2 separate regions of the Drosophila melanogaster genome follow, and region 2 is linked to region 1. The links are chromatin contacts, called in public Hi-C maps. All regions are on one chromosome and are shown on one strand. The core of a region is the stretch at or near the end of the contact, and the rest is flanking DNA. Distances in the headings are between cores, read along the strand shown.

Evidence for each region. A called contact is a pair of places that touch in the nucleus more often than the background predicts.
Region 2: a contact with region 1 is called in a Hi-C map of the Kc167 cell line, with 1.6 times the contacts expected there. A contact is called at or near these places in 23 of 107 Hi-C or Micro-C datasets (the Clone 8 cell line, the D17-c3 cell line, the Kc167 cell line and 11 more) and 2 of 7 datasets of targeted methods (both in the Kc167 cell line).

Annotation. Positions count from the first base shown.
Region 1 is chr3L:3,916,395-3,919,094 of dm6, forward strand. All of the region lies in intron 4 of Eip63F-1 (Ecdysone-induced protein 63F 1), which reads right to left. Among named protein-coding and RNA genes, the nearest start is that of mge, 7.8 kb to the left of the region's middle.
Region 2 is chr3L:4,002,066-4,004,765 of dm6, forward strand. CG14985 reads left to right here and starts at 1,409. Exons shown (of 3, transcript NM_139589.3): 1 at 1,409-1,899; 2 at 2,071-2,276; 3 at 2,451-2,700. The coding sequence starts at 1,534. The coding sequence ends at 2,604.

The DNA of each region.
Region 1 (2,700 bases), core at 32-2,531:
CTTGACCTGCAGTTGGGAGCACTTCGTGGCATTGATCGATGGCTGGGGCGAAATGGGGAAGTTTCCCAATCGGAATGCCCTAAATCATAGATGCAGTCAAAAGAGCAGGCATTTAGGTTTTGCACAATCTGCGAATAATCTTGCTTACTTCAAGCCACCTTTGATTCCGTATTCTACAATTCGGTAGATTAACTTGCGCTGCTACCAATCTCTCCTCAACTGTGACCGCGTCCTTTTTGGATGGCTCTATTTCAATCACAGATCCCTTCGGTTTATAGGCCACCCTCGATGACAGACATCCAATGACAACCGGCATAACAAATGGCCACTGCGGTCTGCCAGTGCAGTCCGTTGGTTTGGACGATGGACGGGGATCCTGCGGAGAATCGCTGAGGTGTGTGGCAACAACTTCATGGCAAAGTGTAATCAATTATTGGCAAATGTTGCTGCCGGTTGTAGGTGGCGTATACTTGTATATGTATGTATGTGGCAGGTGACCTCATGCCACAAAGCGAACGGAAACGGAAGTTCGCCGTTAGATTGTTGCTTTGCACTGAGACGATGGTTGCCCGCATTTCGAGTTGTAAAGCAGGCAATAAATGCTGACTAATACACAGGCAGGCATCCATGAGCGACTGGCTTTGATGGCCAATAAATTACCTTGCAGTTTGGCCATTAATTAAATCTCTACAAAGAGCCAACGTTGCGTATGTGCAACGTCTGCTGGTAATGGGGAATTTTCATTTTTCGGCCAAGGAATGCAGTTCAAGGCGACGCTTTTAAGGGCACCAATGAACTTTGAACTTAGTTTCGACCATTTTTGGGGAGTGAATTTATTCCTTGCCAGCCATTTCCATTCCACTTGGTTGGCAATTTTCAAGGAATTTTCGCTGCTGGCATTTTAAGCTGTATTTAATTTGGCTCCTAGCTTCCTTTGGCCCTTGGTTATGTAAATTTCAGCCAGAGGTCTTCACCGAAATTCGATTAGGGCCGAAATGCACCAAGGTTATTTCGGCTTTGGTGGGTGGTTTTCCATCGGTTGGCTGGTTGTGCAATTGCCACGACAGTTGTTGCTAATGCGAAGCCCAGCGGTTGTGGTTTTTGGCCACGGCAAACTAATTTCACATGGCAAAGATAAACACGTACACACACACACACACATAGAAAGATAGAGCGAGATTCCCCGCGGCTTTGGCTTTGACACTTAACAACTTGGCTAATAGCAAACTTAATGGCTTACAGCTGCTGTTTATGTGGATTTTGCGCCTAAAAGCAAACCCAACTCCTGGTGGCAATTAATTTGGCTGCCTAAGTGCGTGCAACAATTTTGAAATCATGTTGTGCCACTAAGCGGCAATTGAGCTCCAATTAAATAGGTGAGAAAATGGAGCCGAGCAACAAGGAAAATGGCAAAAAATAAAACTGTGGCTCGCGTGCCGCAATCAACGAATAAATAAGGCCAAGAAGAGCCACCATCAGGTGGTCACTTAGCTGTGTCCGAATGGCTAAATCAGCGTCTTGATACCTCATATAGCCAAGCCCCTCCCTCTGGCGAGAGTGTCACTGAATCCCCTGGAATGTCAATGAAGCCATCAAGTGCACGCTTTAAGCCACATTCAACTGGCCAAGTGAGTATCAAAAGCCAAAACACAATCAAGTGAGCCTTTGTCTCTCGCCTTTTGTGGCCATTTGTGGGCAAAGCTCCTGCCCTTTTATGGTGATTTGCGTTTGCCTTTAATGGGGTTCAAGGACCTACTCAGTTGTGCACTTTAAATCAGAATAGGGTTTTTTATGGGGCAAATGGTCGCAGTAAATTAAAAAATATTCACATATTATCTTTAGTCATATATAAGAGTGCATACTTTTGAACACGTATATAGTAGTGATTGCAAACCCCTGCTGCAATTTGTTGCATGCGTGGCATAAATGTGCTGAAAAGCTCCGTATTTCAGACCGGATTTGTCTATCGTTTTCATTGAATTTCGGTAGCAACCAGTAGCCTTTTCCTTTGTCTGTCTGGCACATGTCGCTGTCTGTGTTCCGAGTGTGGTTCGCTGTCAACTTACAACTTACAGGTTTCCCAGAGGTCGGCAAACATGTGGCATGGACGGGTGTGTGCAGCACACGCCTGCTGGTGGCAGGCATCAAAGCCTGGGTCCCTGTGCCCCAGGACCCCTTCGTAGGTCCTGCGTGGAGGAGGGCTGTCAGCAACAGTTGCCTGCTTTTATATGATAAATGTCACTAGCCCACAAACCAATTCCTGTGAAAAGCCCCTGTCCTTTTCGCCAGAACGTGACCGAGTTTAAATTTACTGCATAACCGGTGCAAACTGCAAAGAAGCGATAAGAGCTCCTAATGCAATGGACAAATATTTAAATTACCTGTGAAGCGATTATTACAAACTCAACTCGACAGACTCGAACAAACAAAAGTGACACCGGCACGCACTATATTTAATATATGCAAACAATATATATATATATATATATATTGAGTCAATTTGTCAACATTTACTTTACTTGTTAGGCGTTCAATGTAATTAGTATTTAAAATAATAGTCTTTTCAATTATTTGTCAAGATAATATGAATTGACTATAATTAAAATCGCTTTCCTCGACACAAACTCGAAATTCATTAAAGTCTATTTAAGGATAAGTGCATTATTGATGTGAGCATATTGCAATCACGACAACAACTGC
Region 2 (2,700 bases), core at 159-2,658, 86 kb after region 1:
AGCAGCTCAACATGGCTGCATTCCCGATTTCGCCGAGAAGTATGCAATGTTTTTTTAGGATCCTCTTCAGTTTGCTCAGCAAACTATTTGAATCATTTACCGAATGTAAAACATAGGAGCATGGGAGAAAATTTACGTAAAATTTGGATTGTTATTTTTAAAGTGTGAGAAAGTATAAAAAGTTACGAATAATTATCAAATCAGCTATATTTTTTACCAGTTATTTATTAATAAATAAAATATGATTTTCAATCATCTGTATTCCACTTTTCATTGCCTAATTGAATTGTTTAGCTTTCGTTTTTATAAAGAAACCTCGAATACCATTAGCTCATTTAAAATACAACCTGTTTATCAACACATTTTATTATTATTTTTTTTTGGTTAAATTCCAAATTTTCTCTCAATTTCGATGGCTTTTTGAGCTGTGCTATATTTTTTTGACATTTCACTTAATCGAAGCAAACAAATTGCATAGTCAAATGGCAGCACATCATCGCACGCATGTATTAAGCCATATTTATTCGCAATTGGATGAGCTGGGTGCCTGGTTTTTGTGTCGAATCACCCGAAATGACTTTTCTTTCTGCTTAATACGCATTTAAAATACGAAAAATTTAAGCCCCGCTGTGCGAACTATAAGCTGACGTCACGTTCCCGTTCACAGCTCCCAATGGCTTAAAATTTATGACATAAATAAAAATACGGACTCGGGATGTCCGGAAAAGCCACTCAGCCACCAAACCACCCAGCCAAAAAAAAAACCCCCACCCAATACTCGAAATTACACGAAACGTTTTCGGTTTTTTCCTTGGCTGACTCCGATTGGATTGGATGGCCATGGCAGTCCAGTCCCTCATCCAGATCCATTGGTCACCTGGCGGTTGGAGCCAGAAATGAAAACACAAATAAATTAATATTTGGCTTAGTGAAATTGAATTCGGCTCCATGTTGGCATGTCTGACTGCTGGCTGGCGATAAAACGCTTTCGTTTTCGATTCCACGTAATTGCTCGTAAAGGGGACGTCATCGTGCTACAGTGGAATATGCAAATGTGGGGCATTTTAAATTTGCACATGTTGCAATTGAAAGGTTTGTCACAAACAAAAAAGCAAGAGGTAAAAATATGTTTGAAAAATCTTGCTCAATGCGTATAAAATTAAATGTTTGTGCAAGATAGCTTTAAGTTTAAGCCTGTGCTATTATTTATTTTTTTATTGTAATATATATATGTATGTTCAATACAGACATTTTTTTTTTAAATTATTCGTAAATAAACACCAGAGATATAGAGCCTTTGTTAGTTTTGAAAATTAACGGTCAGCGAAAGATAATGCCGAATATATACCAACGAATCGGACTTACTTTCGGAGTTTTCAGACTAGCGCGCTATGGTCACACAACCAGCTGATTGCGTTTTCGAATGTTGCATTCCGTGGCAATAACATATTAAATGTGAAAGATCCTCGATCAAAAGATCCTGAACAGTGAGATATTCGAAGTACTTAATACTCCCCCGCCTGAGATGCCAAGATGAGCAGCGCTTTGAACGCCAAGGAGTTACTTATACGCGCCGTGGAATGCGACCAAGTTGGACGGATCTTGGAGGCGCAAACGCTGTACACAGAGGGGATCGGGCAGTTGATGCAGTTCGTCAACGGGGAACCGGATGAAGCCAAACGGAAGGGGTTCCTGACCAGGATCAAGGAGTACATGGATCGGGCTGACGCAATTAAGGCGCGGATCAATGGCAAACTAATGCTCGGCGAGGTGGTTTCCCACGTTTCCATCGACGAGAATGATACGGGCTTCGACTACGATCAGCTCTTCGGGAAATACATGGACGACAAGACCGTCGAGATCATGCTGGAGGAACCCTACATGACGCAGAACTATCAGGTAAGAGAATGATCCTCAAGTCCTCAAGATGGTCAACATTTACGAATATAATTCAAAGAAAATTGAATCAAGTGTTAATCTTTTGTAATGACCTCATATGAGGTTTCATATCATATTAAGATAAGAAATATGATTGTTGAGCCATTGCTTGTAATTTATATTCGCTTGCAGTATCAAAATCTAATAAGATTCTTGGAGCTAGCTGCCACAAATTGCCCAAACCTAAAGTATTTTCGACTGATCACCAAAGAGTACAAGGATGCAAAGAATCCAGATCAGCAGGAAACAAATCTTGGACAGATCAAGGGTGACTTGGAGCGGCGGAACGTGACTGTCTACATAAAATACGAAGACTCTCTGCACGATCGAAAAATTTAGTAAGTTTGCAAAATGATAGCGTCAGTAAAATTGGACTTGAAGTGGGGAACATCGATTGTTTTTCCATTAAAAGGTTATGGGACAGCTTAATTTGGCATATTCGCAATCTGTACACCCACTTGAAAACGTATGTATTTAAATTATCTTATCTATTCGTTTTTTTTTTCTTGCAGCTTAAGCAATGGCTACATAATTAAGATTGGGCGAGGTCTGCACTTCTACAAGCCCGCCAATCCGATGTATTCCATTGGCCTGGTCAACTACAAATTCCGAAAATGCCTCCAAACGGATGTGGATATATGGCGCAACTCAAGCGCTGCATCGTGAAAAGGCAGACAATATTGTTTAGTTTTAAGAAATGCAACTTCATTTAGACTGGCTCTTGCCAATTTTATAAAGATTTCATTCAATTTCTACAAAAAC